3 separate regions of the Mus musculus genome follow, and regions 2 and 3 are each linked to region 1. A link is a contact called in public promoter capture Hi-C data. All regions are on one chromosome and are shown on one strand. The core of a region is the stretch at or near the end of the contact, and the rest is flanking DNA. Distances in the headings are between cores, read along the strand shown. Region 1 holds the start of Sorbs2 (sorbin and SH3 domain containing 2). Region 2 overlaps Sorbs2 (sorbin and SH3 domain containing 2). Region 3 holds the start of Ankrd37 (ankyrin repeat domain 37).

Region 1 (3,245 bases), core at 313-2,812:
TCATAGTAATGCAACTGATAACTTTACACAGTTAAGTATACTTAGTTCCACAGACAGTAGTGAATAACTGAATGAATAAAACGTATAAAGCGAATACATGTGAAAAAGGAATAAAAAGTAATAAAATACCACTGGGTTTGGAAATTCAGAAACTCTACCAATGCTTTAACATCTAAAAAAAGAAAAGACCTTTAAAAATTAACTCTACAAAGATGTTATCGCTTCTCCAAAAAAGGTCAGCCCTGTCCATTTGCTATGAAGACTACATTTTCCGTGTGCCATGCTCTTTTAGAGACAACTCCAAAAGCAGCATAGCATGCCAGGCATCTGTGCCCATTCTCTGCAAACACAGATCCTATTCTCTCTCGGGCCACCATTCACAACCGGCTGATACATGACTTCAGATGTCCCACAGAGGCTATCACAGAGCTTAACCAGTGAGAGCTTCCATTCAATCCACAATTTCACATCCTAGGCATCCATTATGTCCTATGTAACATATAAGATAAATAGCCATGCACGTGTAAGTACAGGAGACACCCTGCAAGTCCCCGTGTTACCTATTTCTGCTAACATACTGATGGGACAAGAGACAAAAAAAAGAGGACACACTCAGAGAAATAAACACCCCATGAAGCAACTCCGTGCCTCATCTAATGCATGTTTCTCAGGGGTCTTTTGTTACTCTGGAGCATATTGAATTATCCTTCCAATTACCTTGGCAACTAAAACAAGGGCCCCCTCACATGCTGCTGACTTTTAAATGGTTGCACTAACTCTCAGTAATAGATGATAATTAAGGCATCTTAATTATTAAGCGGGATTGAAAAGTGTTTTGTTGTTATTGTTGTTGCTAGTGGTGGTGGTGGTGGGGTGTGTGTGTGTATGTGTGTATGCCTTTTTTTTTTTTTAAATAAACCTCGCATTGCATCCTAAGCACAGAGGAATCCAATTATGAGCCAAATTCTTTCTCTACGTTTGATCAGCTGTTGTTTGGAGCTTTTTGTCTCTCAGACTGGTAGATAATTAGAGAAATTGCAACAACCTTGAAGACACGGAGTCTCATCCTTCCTGTCCTGTATTCTTAGTTATGAATGTAGCAGGATGCGAGGGTTGAAGGCAGCGTTATTAACCAGCTTACCTTGAGAACAATAGCAACATTAACAAAGAGGCTGTCCTAATAAAGGGGCTGTGCAGTCCGCTTAGGCAATGGAAAGTGTCCCTTTTATCGTGCCTAGCATAGCCTCAGCCAGAGGTTAAGCATTTTAAAGCAGGGATTAGCCAGAGAAGGAAGGAACAAAGCATTACTAGAAAGCAGAAAGTCTCCCCAGCACCAGCCTTCTCTGCTTCTTTCTTTAAAATCATAGGGGCTTAATGTAAAAGAACCAGTACCTTCAAGTGAGCACATTCCAGCACAAGGAGGGTTGTCGTGGCAGCTGCTATGCAGAATGAGTTGCTTGGGCATCTATCCCTCTCTTCTTAGATACGGGGGTGCTGCTCGCTGGCTAAGAAGCCTTTGCAACAAACGTCTATGCGTTGTTCATCCGCAACTGAAGGAGGCTAAGCAGCTGGGTTTGGTGCTGCTCGCCTGCAGGCGTTGGATCTTTAGACCCTCTTCATCTGATTGGCTGCCTCTTCGTCTCAGCGCACTCCTCTGCCTTAACCTTTGCCTACGCTCAATATTTCCCCTAGGGATACAGTCAGAGAATTGCCCATTAGGGAATCTGTGCCAGGTTAAGTTGAGCGAGTTTAAAGGACCAGTGATGTGATTCTCTATAATTGTGTCTACGCTTAATTTCCCAGTGTTCTGGGTAATCTACCTACCTGGGAGATGTGAGTATAATGTAGCAGGGGCGGTTTTATGTTTCCTCCCTGAAAACGTCACGAGGCTAACACCTGCATGGCATGCACTGAAGTGATCAGGTGGCTCTTAGTAGCACAGCTTGTCTGGATAATCAACCTTAAATCCGAACAGATGGGGATGACAGGAAATATTAAGAAGGTTATTAAAAATGCCAGGAGATGCAGTTGGATAACCGCACAGAAGTCATCTCAAGAATGTGTTATGAATCGCTTACATGAAAGGTCTTTACAATATCATTTATTTTACAAAGTACTGATATAAAAAAACATAAAAATCTACGATAAAAGAACTTAAGCCTTTATCAAGGTATCTAGAAAAAAATGTAACCAAAAAACCAACTTTACTTTCTGAAACTACTAAACCCAAGAAAAGAACCAAAAAGTATACCTTTGACAGCCTTACATATACTGGGTATGAATTGGTCAAGAGCTTCAGGTATTTAAACATAATAATCTATATGTAAATTTATATATATTACATATTTATACTATATATTATATATAGATACACATATGTGTATATATGATATACCTATGTTATATATGTGTGTTACATAAACATGCATATATATATATAAATGAACACACACATCACATAAAAGGCTTTAGAATGAAGATAGTGAATTGGCCACACACATTTAAAATTTTCTCTTTCAAAACATCACCAAACTGATCACAAAGTTTTGACTTTGAAAACCTTTATTTACAAGGTCAAAAATCACGAGAAAAATAGTAACCACATTTAGAAAAGCAGGAAGCAGATAGTCAGGTGGTTAGAAGATTAAGATTACACTCCATCTTCAACCAGCAAAGGGCAATCAAGAAGCAATGATATTTACACATTTACAGCTACCAGTGCTCCTCCTCCCCGTAAGCCTTGACTCAAGGCACATTTGAGCTGTGGACAGAGGGACGAAGGTGGGGCCACATTACAGTAAATGAAGCTCAGGTGTGGCAGCAGAGCCCTGTTATACCAGCCTCCAAGAGGCAGGCGGCTGAAGGTCCACATTTGGGGCCAGCATTGGCTGCAATAGAAGGTTCCAGGTTAGCTTGGGCTACATAATGAGAGCTTGTCTCCCCAAACAAAAAACCAAAGGCACAGACACAGACACAGACACACACACAGACACACACACACACACACACACACACACACACACACACACACACACACACCCTAAGAACAGCTGGTGGTTTGACTGTCTACTCCATAAATGAGAACACCAACGCCTTATTCTCTGCAGAGATTGAAACAGAAGGTCTCTGGACATATACTGGGTGAGAATGAATGAAGGTAGCTAACTGAATAACATTGTATGGAATGGGGAACAGAGGATGTGCATACAGCTTCTAGGGTTTTCTTTTTCACCTAGCACCAAAGA
Region 2 (3,615 bases), core at 643-3,142, 290 kb before region 1:
TTTGAATTCGAAATTTATTTTATTTATCAAGTAAATTAAAAAGTATACTATTAATATTATTAAATCATTATTCTATCTGTTCTATCCTTTTTATATGACATTATTTTTGTGTATGGGTTTTTGCCTGCATGTATGTCTGTGCACCATGTGTGTGCAGTGTCTTTGATGGCAGTCTTTCCCTGGGTTTGGAGATATGGACCATTGTGAGTTGCCATGTGCACACTGGGAACTGAACCCGGGTCCTCTGGTAGATAAGCAATGACTGTTAACTACTGAGCCATCACCTCATCCCCTTTTATTCTAATTTATTGTTTTCCAGCATGTTGTACAGTACAAATTAAAGTGAAGGTAAATACCAATAAGTAAAATTGTCCAGTCGTTAGTAACAATTTTGTGGTTTTTTGCCATTAGAAATTATATTTTATGCTGTATATTTTTAGTTAACAGGGCTTTGACTTCTCTTGCTGTTACTGTAATCTGTGTTATATTGAGAAACTTTATCCTCTTTGTCCTTCAATTTCTCAATATAATAATATTATATTATAATAATACAAATGCATTTATAATAATACAAATCCATTGACTCATGTTGGTTTCAGTTGGACAATGCATCTAGCTAAAGCTCTCTGCAGAGCTAGTGTCTAAAGCCTCGCTACTGACAGCCCACTCCCAAGTCTGGAATATTTACTCCAGCCTCATGACATGTCTGTCCTACACAGATTCACTTGGGAAGTAGCTAAAAGCACCAAAGCATGCTGTTATAAAGTTATGTTAACTTCAGTAAATACCTCTGGTTAGAACTGTCATTTGCCTTCTAACATTTGTGTTAACTGTGAAATGGACTTATTCAAGAGTCATGTTTAGCATAATCCAATTCACATTTCAGTACAAGTTTATCCTAACAGAAATAGCAAGTGTGTATATCAAGTAATAGAAAGAAGAAAATGAGATCCTTGAATGATAGAAGTCATATCTATATCTAAAAGATACATTTACAAAATTCCATCCAAATTGTGCCCTTTATTTATTTTTCAAATTGTGCCCTTTAAATGGAGGGAGTTAGTAAACAATTTGTGGGGACCAACTTCTTTGCGTGAATAAGTATAGTGTTCTAAGGTTAATATAAAAATCTAAGAAAAGTCCATGAAACCACTGGCTTTGGTTCATAATGAATCTAAATATATCTTAGGGATACATATATTGAATTATAGTTTTTGTCTTGATTTAGCCTTTTGAATTTGAGAGGTGATTATTTTAGGATATTAGATAGCCAAAGAAAATGGGTTATTTTGCTAGAAAATTGGTTTCTGGATTTGAATCAATGTCTTGATTTGAAGCTTTCCAGTTATATAGCCTGCTTTTTAAAAAACATTTGGATCTACTGTTTGTGAAGCATGCTGTATAGCATTAGTATAAGTAAATATAGCCTTTAAGAATGTGGAGATTTATCATTTCTTTTCTTTTTCTTTCTTTCTTTTTTTTTTTTTTAAACAACATCCGACTTGTTTTTATTAAGTGACAAATTTGCGTTTTCTTTTAGTTTTAAGTGAGTAAATGTTTGTGAATTGATGAGTACTTTCAGCCAACACATGAATGTCAAATAGCACACAGGCAAATGAGAACTACGTAGTCAAACACGCCGCACCACACAGCTCTTTCCTTGGCAACACATAATGACGTCACGTGGTCTCACGGCTCAAGAGTGATGAGATGCAGGATGGGAAAAAAACGAATACGAGAAAGGATGGGATCTGTGCCACGTGAGACAAAGAAAGGAAAGAGCATCCACCTTGGAGGCTCAGTGCACTCCCATAGTCCTGTGCGTGGTAGTTGCTGGTTGTGTCCACGTCAGGGAAAGAGGCACTGTGAGGCATTCTCCCACAATCATTTTGGTACAGGGGACAATGACTAGCACCATCTGGAGGCAGTGGGTGGAAAGGCTGGTGCATGGGGCTCCTTTTGAGAGCATGAAGAGATGAATTCCTTTCAGGAATCTGTGGCAGCAGTTCACTGATAAGCCTGTGCAGGATGCTGTTGTCTGGCAAGCTTCCCCTCCGCTTTTCGGCTTTTATTTGGTCGCAAATGTCTTTCAGGGCAGAGTCCAGAGCTTCAACTACTGAGGCTTTGCATTTTGCCTTTTCAGTCTGTTTTTGGGGAGTCAGGATTTTTTTCCTTCGGAAAGGCACAGGGCTGACTAGAAATGCAAGCTTAGACAGGCCAGGATCCATTTCTTGCCTTCTGGGTCGGTCCATGTTTTCATGCTTAGCTCTTTCATGTTTTAGCATTGTGGTAAATCGAGTGTAAGAAGCCGGGCATCGGCCTTTGCAGGAGCTGATGAGGTGTCGGTGATGGTGATGGTGATGGTGGTGGTGATGGCTCGATCCGTAGAAGCTTTCAGAGGATGTGAATGAAAAGTGGTCAAAGTCACTTTCACTACAAAAGGACGACCCTTCGACGTGAACGTAGTCGCTGTGGTCGGACACAACCCCATCTTGGTCACTGTCGGAAAACTCCATGTGTGTTCTAGGTTGCTCGTCGCTGGTGACCTCGATGTGGATGGGCACCAGGGTGTTAGACTTGCAGCTTCGCTGACCCTGAGAAGGGTGACGAACCTGAGTTTCTTCCTCCAGCAGAGACTCGATAGAAAATCGCCTCTTGGGACACAAACCATTTTGTGGGGGTTCTAGGGTTATAGGAGATAACATTTCATCTCCTAGATTGGGCATAGACTTCGACTTCTGAATCAGCTTTTCAAATTCCGAAATGCGAGTGGGCACCACGTCCCTGGGCACCTCCTCGGTGGAAGACTGGCTCCATCCGTGCAGCAGCCCCCTGTGCTGTTGCTCCTTCTCGTACTGCAGGATCCTGGATTTCACCGAGCAAATGACCTCTGAATTCATCAAGTCCTTGCGGTTGATGCGATGCATTTTCTTGTACATTTTGAGGAAGCCTGGGGCATTATGGGCTGACCTGTGTTTGAGCCTAGATCTGCTGTTCCCGCACACTTCCTGGATGTAGGGGGACGCCCATGTCATGGGGCAGCTCTCTTTGGAGTCTTCTTCACATAACAGAGAACCCATACTCTCTGACTTGGTTTTAGGGTCTGGGAAGCTGTCGCAGTCGTCATTCAGGAGATCATCGCAGCTACGTGATTTGATTTTGGGGGAAACGGTCTCTTCAGTGCTACTCCAGATCTCTGCATTTTGCCGGGCCATTTGCCAGCCATTCTTGAAAGTGATGGCCCTTTGCGAGTCCCCGGGGACGTCCAAATGTTGTCTGTAAGCGTTGCAGCACTCTAACTCACCAGAGGGGGTGCCATTGAGCCCCGAGTAACTGCAAAGGGGCGGACACATTTTGCTATCATCCCCACCTTTCAGTCCAGAGCGGCATGGCAGGAGAAAGACATTTGGAGAAGTTAAAAGGTTCGCAGAGAAAGGAGAGCATGTCAATATTAGCACAGCAAAGAGAAGGCAGTTAGTGTGGGTTTAATATAGGCCACCTTAACACACATAGCTTTAATTTCAGAGGGAAGCAAGATAATATTTTTCAGTGCAACTCTGTAGACATTACAGTGAACACAATCACACATGAAATGCACTTGGTATAGCTAACACA
Region 3 (3,586 bases), core at 983-3,482, 490 kb before region 1:
GTAAAACCCTCTTGCTGAAGACACCATACCCCATGGCTTTAGGGCAGAGAGACACCAATCTCAAAGCGACTGGGAAATTGCCTCCTGCTATCTAGTTTTCACAGAGCCAGAAGGTGCAGTGCAGTCTGTTGAGTGGGGAAAGACATGAGAGCTTTTACCTAGTGCTGGACTCCACATATGACAATACAAACCTGGCCAAGCAACAAGTGCCCACTACTGCAACAGGGGCACAACTGTCATGGGGTAACTGCTTTCTGATTGGACTTTAAGCTGGCTCCTCAGGAGAGAATATCATATTTGGTACTGTAATCCTGGTCGAGAGCCCATGGATGGGGAAGTCATAGATAGGTCTTAAGGTAGAAGTCACCATTGTTATTTTTCTAGATGGCTAGGTTTTCAAATAGCTGTGTGTGTGTGTGTGTGTGTGTGTGTGTGTGTGTGTGTGTGTGTCAGGATCAGACTGCAAGTCTCGGGGATTCTCCTATGTTCACCCCCTCCAGCTTTGGAATGACAGGTGCAGGTAGCTGTCCTTGTTTTGTTATTCATGTGGGAGCTGAAGACTGAACTCAGGTTAGTATGCAAATTACATTACAATCTTAGAAATGGTCAAATTATACACATCTGAGAGAACTGTATTAAAATCAGATTATCAGGTTTGATTTGCACCTGTTGTACACACCTATATAACTAGAGTTAAATACAATTTTTTTTTTTTCAGGCACTGAGGAGCCATGAGTGAAAAAAGTTTTAAGAAGCCCTGTTCTAGGGAACAGCCTAAGATTGTGGACCACCACAATGAGCAGTGTGCCTTATTAAAGAATTATATTGGTTAGTGAAAATTAATGGGTGAGAATTTTGTGACTTGTTGGGAAAACTGTGACTATGATAAACTTGCTGTTCTTTAAAACCATACTGGTTCAGATATCTTCTGTTACAACTATTGAAAAAGAATCCTCATTAAAACGGGAAGCCAAATATTTAAATAAAACTTCCTTAGGAGCTAAGATTTACAGGAAGAAGCACAACATAGACTATTTTAAGCGACACGGTCTTCTGTGTCAAGTAAACTCTACATGTTATTTGATGTCTAACCAGCTGTTAATAGTTTCTTACCTCTATGTTTCACCTGCTACCATTAACTTTAACTACAGTCAGAAGTCAACAGGGTTCATGAAAAGGAATTCAAACTTTGCAGTTATTACATTGTCATGAATTTTACCAGTAATGCCATGTTTGTTTTAAAATCTCACCCTAAATTATTGTTTCTTTTGGTCTGCTTCTCAGACTTTACTGACTTCAAGGCTTTGAGTAGTAGTATCCTGGGAAGAGTCCTTTTGTTCCTCAGGCTTATCTGATGCTCTAATTTGGGTTCTGGGTTTTGATGAAGCCCTTCTCATGTCCTAGCGCAGGGGTTCATGCTGTCAGCAGATCACATCACTAACATTAAATCACTTGGCTGCTTTCTTCACGGTAATCTTTTGTTCTTTCCTTTCCGTATTCTTATTATTCCTAATAACCGGAGTGAGGGCCATCCCCTTGGCAAACTCCTTGTATTTACTAGCTATTGCCGGAACCAGGACGGGTTTCGGACCCTCAGGGGACGTGTGACAATGGGTGGCTTATTTCACAGGAATTGCCACCTTGCTCACAAAGGCAACACTGACTGATAGGTAATTCACTGGGTTTGGGAGAGCATCTCCTATGGTAAACCCTCCGTCACAGTCTCATCGACATGCCCTCTAACGCCCCACCGCTGCATCCCCTTCCAAAGCATCCTGCGGCGCGCGCGGCGGCGGAGGACGTGGGGCAGGAGGAAGCACCTTCGGACCAAGCTGGAGGTGGAGGACGCGGGGCCTGCGGGGGTGGATGGGTGTGGGCTACTTCTGCTTCCCTCTTTTCCGGGCTACGTGCGTGCTCTCAGTCACAAAGCCATGCACCGGCGATTGCGGCTTCTCCAGAGGGCTAAAAGGGCTTGACTCCACCCAGCAGTACGTGCCTAGCTCGGCTCGCATCATGGCCGCCGCCAAAGCGCAAAGGCCAGGCCTTCCACCCTCTTCGCCCACCACCTTCACTGCGCACGCGTGCTGCGGCCGCCTGGGCTTCGCTCCCAACAGGGCGGACCCAGGGGGAGGTCGGCCTGGCCAATCAGCTGGCAGGCCGCGCAGCAGGCTCCGCCCCCTCCTCTTTTGCTTGGGGTTCCAGGCTGCACATGTCAGTGTTTGGGTACGTGAGGCCGCAGCGGGGCTGGGGACATCGCGCTGGGCAGAACCAGGCCGTGGGAACGCTCCCAGGCTGGGGAGCGGCGGGGAGGAGCCGCGGCCCTGCAGGTTCCCGAGAGCTTTAAATTCTCCCGAACTGGGGCAGTCCCTTGCATTCTTACCGGCCAGTGTTGCCTCTCTGAACTCCCGGGGACACTTGTCATCTGCTTTAGGTGGGCGATGCTGTTGCTTAGTTGCAACTTGGAGGTGAGACTCTCGCCCCTTTAAGTCCTGCAGGCTAGATCTCCCAGAGGTCTGTGTGTCTTAGGAGCTCTAACAAACGTGACAGTGACAAACTGCTGGGTTACCAAGTCAAACCTTGTCAGATCTTGTTTTCTTTTTTTTTCCGTGGAGGGGTGGATTTTCAGCTCAGAGGGCTCGAGCGGGACAGGACAGTGACAAGCTGTTCTTTTCCTGCAGGAGGATGACCTTAAGAGTTTGCTGGAGACAGGAGCATCAGTGAACGCACCTCCGGATCCCCAGGAGCAGTCGCCTGCTCACCTAGCTGCAGGTGGCGGCCTTGCGTGCTTTCTTCTCTGGCAGCTGCAAACAGGTGCTGACCTCAACCAACAGGTAACTAGGTAACCGATTGTTGCTATGTACAACCCTCTCCTCCACCCAGTGTCTGCACGGACATTTCCTAGATGTCCGTTTCAGTTGGTATAAACAGGCATATAGGAATTTCCAGGAGAAAAATACATACTGCAAGATGGTAACTTGGAACTTTTTAGTATCCACATTAATAAAACAAAAACAAGCCATGGGATTTCTTTTAATAATCTAATCCCAAATACTCTTTCAGTATGTAATTATATCAGCAATGATTTATGTGTATTTTATTTTGCTCTTGTACCACGGTTCCCAATTCAGTGTGTATTTTACTTTTATGGCATAGCTCAGTGAAGTCGAACCACATTTCAAATATATATATATAGCATGTATTTACTGTACTTTTAAAAGTACTTGCTATTGTCCAAGTTCCAGTCAACCAGGAAATAGTATGTGGGAAACATGCCCACCATCAATTCTTCCAGTAGTCTTCATCTTCATTAGAGTGTGACGAAGTTTTTAATTGTAAACCTTTGGCTTCTATAGAACTCTATAGTGTGCTGGCATTCCCTTAATTTTTTAATGTGTGCAAATATGATGGCATGTTTTTATTAATGGAAACTTTGTATTAGCACAGCAAGAGAACTTCATGAAAAATACAATTAGTGGAATAATCCAGTTGTTACAAGGTAGTTTTCACTGGCTCCCTCAAATAGCTGGTATTACTTTGCCCACTGGCTTCTACAGAATGTTAGGGAGACCCTAATGTGCAGTCTTGT

What was found. Promoter capture Hi-C pulls out the DNA fragments that hold promoters and counts their contacts.
Region 2: a contact with region 1 is called in a promoter capture Hi-C map of hippocampal neurons, with 7 times the contacts expected there. The contact joins the enhancer-like site here to the promoter of Sorbs2 in region 1. A contact is called at or near these places in 18 of 39 promoter capture datasets (the 3T3-L1 cell line, 3T3-L1-derived adipocytes, the C10 cell line and 10 more), 1 of 15 datasets of contacts at CTCF or cohesin (large pre-B cells), 1 of 484 Hi-C or Micro-C datasets (cerebral cortex), 6 of 115 datasets of contacts at active chromatin or transcription factors (embryonic basal ganglia, embryonic forebrain, embryonic limb bud and 3 more) and 3 of 9 other capture datasets (adipose tissue, liver and pancreatic islet).
Region 3: a promoter capture Hi-C map of neural stem cells shows a contact between it and region 1. The contact joins the promoter of Ankrd37 here to the promoter of Sorbs2 in region 1. A contact is called at or near these places in 11 of 39 promoter capture datasets (the 3T3-L1 cell line, cranial neural crest, embryonic stem cells and 6 more) and 1 of 115 datasets of contacts at active chromatin or transcription factors (neural tube).

Annotation. Positions count from the first base shown.
Region 1 is chr8:45,506,105-45,509,349 of GRCm38.p6, reverse strand. It overlaps Sorbs2 (sorbin and SH3 domain containing 2), which reads right to left and starts at 1,562. Exons shown (of 24, transcript NM_001205219.1): 1 at 1,393-1,562.
Region 2 is chr8:45,794,733-45,798,347 of GRCm38.p6, reverse strand. Sorbs2 (sorbin and SH3 domain containing 2) reads right to left here. Exons shown (of 24, transcript NM_001205219.1): 16 at 1,790-3,370. All of the region lies in intron 1 of Sorbs2os (sorbin and SH3 domain containing 2, opposite strand), which reads left to right. Among named protein-coding and RNA genes, the nearest start is that of Sorbs2os, 23 kb to the left of the region's middle. Within about 2 kb of position 1,892, at least 8 of the 459 cell types and tissues checked have an H3K27ac peak or open chromatin away from gene starts, as enhancers often do. A contact at or near this core is called in cerebral cortex, where this site is marked.
Region 3 is chr8:45,998,496-46,002,081 of GRCm38.p6, reverse strand. It overlaps Ankrd37 (ankyrin repeat domain 37), which reads left to right and starts at 2,232. Exons shown (of 5, transcript NM_001039562.1): 1 at 2,232-2,465; 2 at 2,679-2,831. The coding sequence starts at 2,439.